Regions from separate parts of the Mus musculus genome. Here region 1 is linked to region 2. The links are chromatin contacts, called in public Hi-C maps. All regions are on one chromosome and are shown on one strand. The core of a region is the stretch at or near the end of the contact, and the rest is flanking DNA. Distances in the headings are between cores, read along the strand shown. Region 1 has its middle 33 kb from the start of Gm36033. Region 2 overlaps Skor1 (SKI family transcriptional corepressor 1).

Region 1 (6,733 bases), core at 621-3,120, 770 kb before region 2:
AACACTTACCAAATACAAGATTTTTAAAAATGTTTTGTGATGAAAAACATTTATTTGAGGTTCTGGGGATTAGAACTTAGGACCTTGTACTTGTTAGGTGAGCACTGTCCCAGTGAGCAACATAGCCAGCCCTGCTTTCTAACATCTGTGACAGCAGAAAGATTGTGTTCAAAGAGCTTCTGAGAACCATCATGGCTGCAGCAGTCACGCCTGCGTGGCTCACCAGCACCCCAATAGTTTAGATTGTTAGCATTATTTTGAAATGTATTTATCATTAGTGGGTGAGGGGAGGACTCGAGTGTGCCATGGCATGCATGTGTGAAGGTCAGAGGACGCTTTGTGGAGTCACTGTTTTGCCACTGTGTGATCCAGTGAGCAAACCTGAGTTATCAGGGTTTGAGTGCGGCAAGCCCCTCTACCCAGGAGCCATCTCACGGGCTTTTTTTTTTTTTTTTTCAAGACAGGGTTTCTCTGAATAGTCCTGGCTGACCTGGAACTCACTCTGTAGACCAGGCTGGCCTCGAACTCAGAAATCCACCTGCCTCTGCCTCCAAGTGCTGGTGTTAAAGGTGTGTGCCCACCACTGCCCAGCAAAGATTTATTTATTTTATGTATGTGAGTACACTGTAGCTGACTTCAGACACACCAGAAGAGGGCATCAGATCCCATTACAGATGGTTGTGAGTCACCATGTGGTTGCTGGGAATTGAACTCAGGACTCCTGGAAGAACAGCCAGTGCTCTTAACCTATGAGCTATCTCTCCAGCCCAAGAGACCCATTTTTTACGTCCCCTTTACCCAATCCTCCTCATCACTTTAATGGAAAAGTTTACACTTTATCCTTACTTCAACTTATATTAATTTAATTATCTATAAAGTGTAATTGCTAGGATTGGAGAAATGGCTTAGCAGTTAAGAACACTTGTTGCTCTTCCAGAGAACCCAATTCTATCCTCAGTGCCCTTGTTGGGTGACTCAGAACTCTCTATAACTCCAGCTCCAGGGGAAGGACTTACACTCACACATGCCCTTACACACACACACACACACACACACACACACACACACACAAGTTAAAACGCATCCTGACCCTTTTCTTAGACCAAGGTGTAGTCACACTTTCCTATATCTTGTTTTCTTGGTTGTCATCCCGCCGCCACCCCCGGCCCTGAGTTCCATTGTAGCCACAAAGTCCTCTCTTGTGTTGTCCGCCAAGCCTCCTGCGCATGGGTGTCCCTCATGTGATTCTAGCTACTGCTACAAATAAGACCACAGTTAGGAACTTTCTTTTTCTTTTCTTTTTTTAAGATTTATTTATTTATTTTATGTGAGTACACTGTAGCTGTACAGGTGGTTGTGAGCCTTCATGTGGTTGTTGGAAATTGAATTTTTAGGACATCTGCTCTCTCTGGTCAACCCTGCTTGCTCAGAACTCCAAAGATTTATTTATTATTGTACATAAGAACACTGTAGCTGACTTCAGACACACCAGAAGAGGGAGTCAGATCTCATTATGGGTGGTTGTGAGCCACCATGTGGGATTTGAACTCAGGATCTTTGGAAGAGCAGTCAGTGCTTTTACCTGCTGAGCCATCTCGCCAGCCCAGTTAGGGGCTTTCTGTTGACCCAGGAGCATTTGGCTGATGTATCTCTGTGGATATGCTCCGTGGTAGAGGGCTTGGGTCGTGTGCCCGAGGCCATGGGTTCAGTCTCCATAATTGCAAAGAAAAGAACAGCTCTGCGTCTGCCTCCCCCACGCCCAGCAGAACCACTTCCACATTCCCATCGCTCTCTGTAAGAGTGCCTGCTTCTCTGCAGCCTTCCCAGGAAGGAGAGTTGCCAAACGTTTGGATTTATGCCAATCTGATATTCGAGAGAAGGTCTCTTGGAGCAATTTGAATTTGCATTTCTTTTATTTGTGCTGTGTTAAAGGAAGCCTTTCAGAGGGTGGAGGACCATTTGCATGTCTCCTGTGAATCGTCTGATACAGTATTTAGGATCTTGTTTGTGCTCCTTCCTTCTCTCTCCTTCAAGGTAGAATCTTGTTATGCACCTCAACCTGACCTAAGCTTGCCATGCCTTAGCCTCCTAAGTGCTGAGCCACACCTAGCCTTGCATAGTGTGCGTGTGCGTGTGCGTGTGCGTGTGCGTGTGCGTGTGTGTGTGTGTGTGTGTGCGCGTGTGCCCATCCATGTGCACGTGCGGAGTCTAGCTGTCCTGCTCTGTCACTCTCTGTCTTATTCCCTCGAGACATCATCTCTCACCTAGCCTGGAGCTAGCCTGGCAGCCAGCAAGCTCTTCCTGTCTCTGCCACTACAGCACTGGGAATACAGGTGCCCATGAGGTCAAGCCAGTGGGGATTTGAACTCAGGGCCTCATGCGTGTGTAGCACGCACTCTTTCCCTCTGAGCCATCCCTTGAAAGGCCTCCACGCTCTGAGTGCCATAATGTTACTGTTCGTGAAATGAAATGACGGTCATGTCTTCCCTCTCTCACTTAACCTCCCCTCGACAGTTTCCTCCCCTATAAAATAGGGGCCATCGTAGCATGTCCCTTGTATGTTCCTTGTAAGGGCAAGTATGGAATGGGGTCTGGATATATTCCTTGTGACTGCGAGTGTGAAGTGTGGTTTGGATGCGGTGACTGGGTGGCCATTCTTGTCCCAGTCTGATGAGTCACTGAGGTCTGGAAAGGCACTTGATGACATGCATGGTAACCAGGTCTGAGGCTCTGGACTCCAGCCCAGGGTTCCCCCAACTACCCATATGATCTTCCAATGGCCTATGTGCTTGACCAAAGGGAAAATGATGAAGAAGTCCAAGGAAGCGGCAAGAAGTTTCTGCAGCACACCACCAGAAGTTTTTGGTGTGTTTCTCTCTATGGAGTCCTGACAAATGGAGCTCAACAATGCAACGTAAAGCAGACCAATCCATGCGCGAGCATCATTAGCGAAGACTCCTTCATCACGTGTCCTTTCACGTGCTTGCTTTCAGAGAGCATCTTGTCTGCTTTGGTAAAGAAGAGTAAGTCATGAGTCTGCCTTAGCCTTTCACCTGTGTCTACTTCAGGAAAACACTCCTTCATGTGTTTGCCCCAGTAAAACACCATCCAACACAACTGACTCTCCAAAGAACCCTTAGGTTTCCACTTCAACATCTTACTTATCTTGTGTATATGTGTTCATCATGTACATGCTGGACTACACACTGGTTTGTTGCTAGGCAACACATAGCAGCTACATGTCTTCATTTTAGGCTCTGAAAGCACCCTACAAAGACAGAAGGAAGGGCTATTCCTGAAGGGATATTAGGAAGAGCATTGTGGACTCAAGATGTGTGCATGTCCAGGCTATTAGTCTCAAGGGACAGTGCAGAGGGCAGTGGGACACCCTACCACCACAAGAGCTGGTGGCCGGACAGAGTTTGGGCTTCGGTCTCCCTGTTCTGGCCCTGGTGCTGGCTCTAAGGGTGGCAGATGCCAATGGGGGGTGTAAGCAGCAAGAAGCTTGCGGGGCTGCTTTGGAGGACACTGGAACAGGGACTCACTTGAGCCACAAAACAGAGGAAGGTGGGTGGGCTGGTTTAAAGGATGGAGAGAGAGTGAGAGGTTGAGAGAGAGTTTAAAAGCCGAGGCATGGCTGGGACTAAGAGTATCCCCCTAGTGGGAATGCCGGGACCTGACAGGTGGTAAGAAGGTCCTTGTCTAGGTGGGGCTGTGATGGTCAGCATCAGTCATCATCTTGGCGCACCTGAGAAGAAGAATCCTCAATTCAAGAATGGCCTCCATCAGATTGGCTTATGGGCATGTCTACAGGGCATTTTCTTGCTTGATAACTGACTAAGAGGGCCAGGCCCACTATGGGTGGTACCATCCCTAGGCAGGTGGGTCCCTGCTGTATAAGGCTAGTAAGCAGCTTTCTTCCATGATCTCTGCTTCAGTTCTTGCCTCTATGTGCCTGTCTTGAGCTCCTGCTCTGGCTTCCTTTAATGATTAACTATAACCTGTAAGCAAAATAAACCCTTTTCTTCCCCCAAGTTGCTTTTGATTAGTGTTGTATCACGGCAACAGCAAGCAAGGATAGTCTCAACTCTCAAGTGTGTGCCTGCATTGGGGCAGGTGCCTCATTCCTGGGCTTAAAGTGTCTACTTTCAAACTGCACTGCTTGTATCCAACTGTTGAAGTGGCCACTCCTTCCTTCCTTGCTTGCTTTGCTCACGCCTCTCCTTTTGAGTCTCATTTCCCACCCACATGAAATGAGGCAGAAAGACAGGTTTTCTAAGTTGCTTGGCTGTCCTTGCTTGGGCGGGTTCTTAAACAGCTCATTGCTGGATGGTGGCGGCGCCCTCTGGTGGTCAACATTGGGCATGCACCTAAGGTGCTGCTCCTTGCTGCTCCTGAGTGTGTGTGTGTGTGTGTGTGTGTGTGTGTGTGTGTGTGTGTGTGCATGTGTGTGACTATGATGGGGTGGATGTGGTATGTGACAGGCTCAAGAAACAAGAGTTTCCTCAATTCTCAGTTATTTCTGTAAACATGGACAGAAAGGTGGGAGCTATTTAAAACAAAAGCAATCCTAGCACTGTCTGGTCTGGGATGTCCAGTTTGGGGACAGTGCTATACACTTGTGTAGCATTGCTCTGATCAATAACTAGACCTGGTGCCTCTCTACTGGATTCCTGACTTCTGACTCTGCATGTTTTAACATCTGCCTACTTCTCTCTGCCCTCCTAGCCACTTCAGTTGCTCATCTTTCTTCCAACCTCTGCCGCTGCTCAGTCTGTCTTCCAGAGTTTCCCTCTCCTGCCTTCAGTCCCCACAGCACTTCCCGTGGGAAGGGTTTGTCCACATCATTTTCCCTGATGTGGAAAATTGAGACTTTACCTCGAGCTGAAAATGCCCTGTATATGTCCCTTGGATGCCAAGCAGCAGCTCCGTAGTGGCTCCATTCCTAGTTCCTTCAAGAACACAGAACTTCTTTAATCCCAGCACTTGGGAGGCAGAAGCAGGTGGATTTCTGAGTTCGAGGCCAGCCTGGTCTACAGAGTAAGTTCCAGGACAGTCAGGGCTACACAGAGAAACCCTGTCTCAAAAACAAAAACAAAACAAAACAAACAAAAAACCCCGAAAAAAACAAAAACCAAACCAACCAAACCAAAAAAACCCCCAAAAAACAGAACACAGAACTCCCCACTACTCCCCAGACTTCCCCCTACAGGCTGACTCCTGCAACTTTACCAAACTGTTGACTACCCCTCCTCTACAGGAGCCTGGGCTAGACCTGTACTGGAGTCTCCCTTTCAGCAAGCAGATAGCTGGTACCTACAAAACTCCATCTACTGAGCTGCCTGTGGGAAGATTCTGGCTGCCCAGAAGGAAGGGCTGAACCCAGTAGCTGCTTCAAGGACTGACTTGCTGTAGCCAAAGCAGGATCCCTGGGAGACATCTGCTAGTGTCTGCTACTGTAGTGTTTTACGTAGATGAGAAATGGGCTCAGAGACGCTTAGTAACTTGTTCAGGATCACACAGCACTGAGAATGAATGTTCAAATGGAGTCTCTGCTTCCCCAACAGTCTCTGAAGCTGGCATCAGAGAAATAGAATACATGCTGTCACCGTGCCTGTCACATAGATGGTGCTGGATGAATTCATGAACAATGCAATTCAGAATTTTTTTTCTTCGATACAGGGTCTCTCTGTATACTCAGAAATCCACCTGCCTCTGCCTCCGAAGTGCTGGGATTAAAGGCGTGCGCCACCACCGCCTGGCTGCAATTCAGAATTTAATGAAGATATGACTCTATGTTTCTATTTGACTTCTGGCTGCCTCAGCCCAGGTCTAGTCCACCTCTACCTGGGGAAGAGGGGCTGACCCGTGGTTTCTGGAGTTGGGGCTGGGTGGGGTGGGAGCTCTGGGTGCTGAAGGAAAAAAGACCTGCATCCAGTCCCTGGATGTGATGTAGTGTGTACCTACTGTTCAATGTGTCAGCTCCATGCTGTTGTGGCCATGAGTGTCCCACAACCTTAGAAGCCCAGGCAGGTCTCATGACAGGACAGCCTTCAGGGTAAGGAGCTGTGTTGAGTCCTGGTTCTCTTACTCTGAGAAGCAGATGCTGAGTCGGATAGAGATTTCTCAGGGGACACATCTGTGGGAGACTGAGGCAGATATGGGATATGGAGGTATGGAGGAGTCTGGGAGGATCCCCAGACCTTACACGGGTGTTACCGACTGACTGGAGCAAGCTGGCGGACACACTACCATTGTAGGTACAGGACACAGCAAGGGTTCATAGCTGTTGGTTGGTTACGTTCCTCAGTGCCAGAGATCTGTGCTGGGCATTGTCTCTTCCTCCTCTTCTTCCTCCTCCTTCCTCCCCTTCCTCCTCCTCCTTCTCTCTGTTCAAATGTGTGGACATCAGAAGGCAACTTTTTGAGAATCGGTTCTCTCCTTCCACCATGTGAAAAACAGGGATTAAATTTAGATGGTCTGGCATGGAGCACCTCTGAGCCACCTTGCCAGCACATTCACTTTTTAAAAAACGAATTGAATTGTTTTTATTTAAAGTGTTTGGGTTTTTGCCTGCATGTATATCTGTGTAACCAACGTATGTGGCATCCACAATAGCCAGAAGGCATCAGATCTAGAACTTGAGTTAGGATGGTTATGAGCTGCCACGTGGGTGTTGGGAACGGGCCCAGGTCCTCTGCAAGAGCAGCACGCTATGCCACCTCGCCAGCCC
Region 2 (6,473 bases), core at 2,998-5,497:
TAAGCCGGCCTGTGCAGCCGGGTGCGGGACAGTGTCCTACAACACCAATGCCCGGAAGGTTGTCACTTGGGTTACGATCTCTGCTGGAGTGGCGCGGACAAACCCGGCGGCCACGCGCTCTCCCGGTGCCCCAGTATCTGCGCACGCAATGTAGGTCGCTTGTCCCTGGTGGGCTCAGCTGCTTGTCTTGATCTTTTCCTGGGGGCCAGGGGCTGGGGCGGGGACGTGTAGCCCGGAACGGAGCAGACCTTGTGCAGGGGAGGGGGTACCCGGCCCAAAGCCTCAGGGCGCGCGCCTGGGCGCACAGCCGGGAACCAGAGGCGGCCACGACGTTTTTAATTAGGGCTTGGGCGCCCCAACCGAGGCCGCTCTGCAGTATCCGGGTCACGGTTTCTTTGCCTCTCCTTGAAACTCGGTCTGCCTTTTAGAGCCGGATAAGGAAGACAATCACTCGACGACAGCCGACGACTTGGAAACCAGAAAATCCTTTTCAGACCAAAGGAGTGTCTCCCAGCCAAGCCCTGCAAATACAGATCGAGGTGAGCCCCGGCAGTCCTGGCTCTCACCGGTAGCCTTGAGCTGAGGATCCAGCGCATCCGGGTCACCACAGGCTTGGAGGAAGGTTTTAATCACGAACAAACGATGCCACTGAGCAGATAGTTAACGTTGTGGGGGAGGGGCAGGCCGGGTTTCCGGACTTGTTTCCTCTCTGTTGGCATTGAGGGTCTTCTGAGTACAGGAGGTGGGTACTAAAAGGAAAGGGGAGAACCACCTCATTCACCTAGAATAGATCGAAGGGCGCCTCCTGCCAGGGTTCAGCCTCCTGAACTCACTTGCCTTCTCCCAAAATTACTGTCTTGGAAGGTGGGGAGGTGGGAAAGCCACGCGTCTGGCGTAAGTCCTTCCTTTGGCGGGATTCCCAGGAGCTCCCCTCCCCCTCCCCTCTGAAGGCTTTCCCGAGGACAGAATCCCCCTCTTACCTGCCCTTGTGTCGTAGGTGAGGATGGGCTCACTTTGGATGTCACAGGAACTCAACTGGTGGAGAAAGATATCGAGAACCTGGCCAGAGGTGAGGTTAAATGCGAGAAATGGAGCCATGAGGTACTTGAGATAGAGGGACTCTTAAGAGGAGAGGGGCTGTAGTCTCTAGTGACTCACTTCACCCAGAGGGGGTAAAAATCACCCTTTGGACACCTGGCACAGGGGTGCAGGTGAGAGCACCCAGTAAGTTTATTGGAAGTTTGGGTTCCCAAGACCTGAGTCTGTCTTGAAGGACCCGGTGAGAAAGAATTGGTCTTGATTCTGGGACTTGTAACCAGTGGGCAATGTGGGTCTCTCAAAACCCAGGGAAAATGGAGCTTTTCCTGAAGAACAAGATGGCAGACAGGCACTTATTGCAGAATGCATGAAAGGCTACCTTTCTCTCTGGGACTGAACTGTTCACATAATAATGTAGTAAGGTTGGAGCTCACTTGCAGACTAGGACACCCTCTCCTGTTGCTGCTTAGTCTTTGGGAGATTGAGGGGGGGTAGCTTAAGGGGACAGGGGTTTTGAACCCCTCTCTGGCTCAGCATCTTACATTCCTGTGTTGCCAAGGAGCCTTTTCATGGAAGGACCTAGATACTACTGAGCTCCTGCTGGGGCAGCTTGTCCTTGCACTCCCCCCAGAACAGGTTTCTGGCGGCATTGAACTGAGCCCCCACCCCCCACCCCCGCACCAGGGTGGCAAGGGGGGGGGTAGGAGCAGTGATCTTCCACTCTTCCTAGCCTCAGATTGATGTCACAACTTCAAGACCATTGTGCTTGAGAGCCTCAGTACTTCTTGAAATTGTAGACAAACTTTCTGTGTGTGTCTCTTTACTTCCTTCCTTCCTTCCTCCCTCCCTCCCTCCCTCTTTCTTTCTTTCTTTCTTTCTTTCTTTCTTTCTTTCTTTCTTTCTTTTTTTTCTGGCAAGGCTGTTCATGGTTTTATCAGATTCTCCCTGAATTGCCTTTAGAGCAGAGATTAGAAGTCTCCCTTGAAATAGGGAATGGTGGTTGTGGGGCCATCCTCTAAGGTTGAGCAGTTACTAGAAACTTAAAAACAAATGTTGGGGCCCCAGTTATTCCCGGGAGCCAGGGGTTCAGACATGTAAAATAGTTTGCACCTTCTTGAATGTGAACACCCTGGCACCTCTCCCAAGCCCCCATCGTCCATCCAAAGCTTGGAGCTCAAATGAGAAAGAAAAGCCAGAGCTTGGGACGCCTCGACTCAGGTGTCAGGACTGTTGGCCAGGACAGACCCTTGGCCCCAGTGGGTACCCTGGATTGCATCAGTCTCATACTTTACCTCTCTCCCAACCCTTCACAGAAGAATTGCAGAAATTGCTTCTGGAGCAAATGGAGCTTCGGAAGAAGCTGGAGCGGGAATTCCAGAGTCTCAAAGGTACTTCCTTCCCCGCCCCTCAACAGCTTCCCAAACCTGCCCCAGGAACTGGGTGCGGGCAGCAGCCACCGCTTGCCCCAGGGGAGAGAAGAACTCCAGGGCCCAGCGTTTCCAGCTAGGTGAAGGACTGGATGGGGGTGGGAGCAGGGGTGAGGATGGGAGGGAGCGGGAAGTGGAGCCGGGAGAGGAGGCTGTGCTTAACAGCTCTCACTTAATCAATTTGCACAGATAATTTTCAGGATCAAATGAAGAGGGAATTGGCTTATCGGGAAGAAATGGTGCAACAGCTGCAAATTGTCAGAGGTAAGACGCGAGTCAGGTGAGCGCGCGCACGGCCGTAACTGCCTCTGTCTGGCAGGAGCCGCAATGTTGGCTCAGTCATTTGGATTTAAATTGAAGGTAATTTAACAATTATTTTTTTTATTTAATATCCTTTGTATAGTCTGATTAGCCTCAGAATGGCAAGCGAGCCCAGCAAACGGCTTGCAGGCATCATTACGTGGAGTGATTGAACTTCTTAGCGCTGCAATTTCCACGGTTTCTAAATTAAAAATCGAGGCGTAAAATTACCTGGGAAGTAATGCCTAAGTTTGCTTTAATTTTGGTTAGATCCGTCTGCCTTTAAGCGCCATCCCAGGCCATTTCCTCCCCCAGCTTCCCAGCCTGCAGTTTGAAGTGTAGGTGTCCCCTCCTTAGTTTCTGGGGTGGTTTCTGTAGGGGAGAGGTTGTGCCCAGGCTGTGACCTCAGCCATCTGCCTAGAGGGTGGTCTCACAGAACTTCCATGTCTTCCAGATACCTTGTGTAACGAACTGGACCAGGAGAGGAAGGCCCGCTATGCCATCCAGCAGAAATTAAAAGGTGTGAACCCAGAAACAAAGATAAGAGACAGACAGACAGACAGACAGACAGACAGACTGAGAGAGAGTCAAGGCTGGTTGTACTATTGGGTGGGTGGGTGAATGGATGGTGAATGGTGGGTGGGTGTGTAGGTGGGTGTAGTTATGGAGATGTTTGAAAGAAAGGCGGCCTGGGTCCACGTGGATCAGAAGGGAACTGGGGTGAAATTTTATAACTTTGATGTAGGACGAAAAAGCCCATTGAGCTCTGAGCATCCGAAAATTTGCTTTCTGGCCTAACCCTAGACTGGGACAATTAGACCTCTTTGTGCCTCGGTTTCCCCGTCTGTAAAATGGGGCTAATGGACCTAAGAAATAGTTCTGACTGGCCAGAGCCTCACTCTTGCCCCTCTACCTCCCTTCTGCTCCATTGAGAATTCCTGTGCCCAAGGGCTGGATGGGTCCAGCGAGGGGGAGGGGAGACTGGTGGAGCTGGGTGGGGGGCAGGGAGGCAGGCGAGGCGGCCAACGAGGTTGGTGTGACTCTCTCTCCAGAAGCTCACGACGCCCTGCACCACTTCTCCTGCAAGATGCTGACACCCCGGCACTGCACCGGCAACTGCTCCTTCAAGCCTCCGCTGCTGCCCTAGCGCCGGCTTGGCCGCGCCCACGCGCCCTCAAGCCATGCTGCTCCTTTCTGTAAATACCCGCTGCAGTGGCGGCCCAGAGCGAGGAACAAGCCATTAGGACCTGACCGTTGTAAATACAGCCGCCCGCCCGCCGGTCCCCAGCCGGGCTCCGTTGGGTTTCCCATTGTAAATACTGCCTCGCCCCTCCTTTGAACTCCAGGGCATCAGACCTCAAGGGGTAAACTGGACCCACCGGGGAAAGAAAGGGAAGAGGGGAGACCTCTTCTACGACCCCTCCCACTCGGGCCCGAGTAGGGCCTGGGACCCCGAATGTGAATATAACGTAGCATCTTCGCTGGCTATGGCCGTGCACTCCCCGTCCTGTCCACTTCTGAAACTCTTGTTCCTAACGACAACGTGGCTATGTGCAATGGAGACAAACTGGACTGTGAGTCTCTTGGTTCAGTATTAGGTTCACTTTATTTATACTGTAAGTTATTTTACTTCCCCTGGGACCCTTTCCAGTCCTCGTTTTACATTCATTCCTCTTTGGATTTGCTTTGTGATTTTGTTGTTGTTGATGTTGTTGTTGTTGTGTAATGTAACAGCACTTTAAAAGGGCGACAACTGACTCACGAGATGGCGACCATCTTGAGCCTATTTGGGGAGACCTGTATCCGTGACTTTTGTTTTTAATAAAAAGAAAAAAAAATCTGTTACTCCTTGGGGCTGCGGAGTTGAGAGTGCATCCAGTAGGTGGAGGAGGAAGAGGGTGGGAAGGTGGAAGACGCTGCCACTCAAAGATGGGGCTTCCGGATGCAAGTGAGGACCAGTGGTCAAGGTTAGAGCGGTGGTGCTCTCTCAGGAGACCTCATAGCGCTCCAGGACCACTCTACAGATCCACCTAAAACTCACTCAATCTCCTCCCCCGCATCAGGGCTGCATCTCCCCCCCCCCCCCGGCTTTACCCGGGGAGGGGGATTACTGCCTTGTCCCCTGGACAGTGGTCCCTTCCTTCCTGCGATTTGCTTGTACAGCCGGAAAGTTAATTTTTACCCCTTACATTTCCTATGTGTGAAGTCACCTGCAGGGATTTGGGGTGCACTCAGCAAGAGAAGCCTCTCCAAGCTGTTAGGAATCCAGAATTCGATCATAATTGCTCTGCTTGCTGAAGCGGGCATCATAGACCAGGAACACTGGCCTGGTAGAAGTGAGGAGTGAAGGGCTAGAAAGGAGCTTGGCGAAACTGATCTAGAAAAGATGCTGAGAGTTTGCCGTCCCGCCCAGACAGATGCCCTGTGGTGCATCCTCAAGAAGCCTGTCTCTACCCCGAAGGAGGAAGCTCTGTCCTCATTATAATAATCTCCCCCTCCTAGTCCCAGGGCATTTTTGGAGCTGGAGAAACCAAACCCCATGAGGAATGTGAGGTCTGCTGGCTGCAGATGCAAGGGCCAGGACTCTCCCCGGGCTGTGGCCCGGAAATGCAAATCCTCACCTAGAGGCCACCAGCCTCAGTTTCTGCAAGGAAACTGCAGGAAACCCATTCTTTCCTGAGTAGTGTGGAGGACGGAACTGAAAAAGCTCTTTCTCTTACGAATTTTTCAGCCCAGACTGGCTTTCATGTCCTCCTCTGGCTAGCAAAGGTCCTGCGATGTGCCCTTTATTTTTTCCAGGTCCTCACTTCCCAATCTCCATTAAATGTCGTTCGACTGTCTCTGCCCTGAGGCTCAGGGAAACACTCCAAGAAGAAAGCCCATCTGCAGGCCGCTGCCTGGACCATCGCCTCCAAGAACAGGCTCTCAGCCTAGCACCGCAGGCTCTCCCCAAGCACTCTCTAGGGGACCTTGGAAGCGAAGTCGAAGTCGGGTCCTGCAGTTCTCTGGAGTTTCAGGCGGGGAGTTTCACTGGAGGCCTTTTGTGATGCAGGCAAGCTGGGACACAGTCTGGGTGATGGCGAAGAGAAGCAGATGCTGAGCCCCTTGCACGGGTGAAACCCAAGACTACTCAGTCCCTGGGCTGTGGCTGAGACCCTTCAAGCCTCGGATACTGAGAGAACAAGACTGGTGTGGAAGTAAGGGTGGTGGGGTCAACCAGGCAAACTGTAGGGCTCCCTCTTGCTATTCTCTTTCTGGGATCCCCAAGGCCTTGGAATCATTTATGTAGGGGTGAGGTAAAAAGGGCATGGTTACTCTGCTCACTTCTGGGCTGCACCCACCGCGAAAGTGAGACCCACTTAGGAAGTGACTTGTGTTCCCAGGGCACCCCTGCAGGAGAGGACACTTGCAGATTGCATTCGAGTATTCTGTGGTCTCAATGCATCTAAATGCACAACCCTTTTCTGTAAAATGGGCAGGACAGTTGCCACCTAAGCCCGAAGGTCCGTGGCTACACACCAACTAAGGAGTCTGGAGAATATTGAATTCTCGCGTTTTCCCTCCAAACTCCCCCAAAGTGGAAAAAAGTATACAGGGACCTTGGGCTAGCCAGAAGGAGAGCCTCAGATGGTAGGGAGCCTCTCAGGGTTGGAGGTGTTGGTGGATTCGACCTAGAAAGTTCCATCGCGCAAAAAAATAAAACAAACT

Evidence for each region. A called contact is a pair of places that touch in the nucleus more often than the background predicts.
Region 1: a Hi-C map of the N1E-115 cell line shows a contact between it and region 2, with 8 times the contacts expected there. The contact joins two enhancer-like sites. A contact is called at or near these places in 13 of 39 promoter capture datasets (the 3T3-L1 cell line, the C10 cell line, the HPC-7 cell line and 8 more), 1 of 15 datasets of contacts at CTCF or cohesin (pro-B cells), 2 of 484 Hi-C or Micro-C datasets (the N1E-115 cell line and embryonic fibroblasts), 10 of 115 datasets of contacts at active chromatin or transcription factors (the NIH/3T3 cell line, astrocytes, craniofacial prominence and 7 more) and 1 of 9 other capture datasets (embryonic stem cells).

Annotation. Positions count from the first base shown.
Region 1 is chr9:63,907,343-63,914,075 of GRCm38.p6, reverse strand. No RefSeq gene overlaps it. Among named protein-coding and RNA genes, the nearest start is that of Gm36033, 33 kb to the left of the region's middle. Within about 2 kb of position 1,870, at least 6 of the 459 cell types and tissues checked have an H3K27ac peak or open chromatin away from gene starts, as enhancers often do. A contact at or near this core is called in the N1E-115 cell line, where this site is marked.
Region 2 is chr9:63,136,310-63,142,782 of GRCm38.p6, reverse strand. It overlaps Skor1 (SKI family transcriptional corepressor 1), which reads left to right. Exons shown (of 9, transcript NM_172446.3): 4 at 429-539; 5 at 998-1,069; 6 at 2,352-2,426; 7 at 2,655-2,729; 8 at 3,220-3,285; 9 at 3,818-4,619. The coding sequence ends at 3,912. Among named protein-coding and RNA genes, the nearest start is that of Gm25064, 6.3 kb to the right of the region's middle. Within about 2 kb of position 4,247, at least 8 of the 459 cell types and tissues checked have an H3K27ac peak or open chromatin away from gene starts, as enhancers often do. A contact at or near this core is called in the N1E-115 cell line, where this site is marked.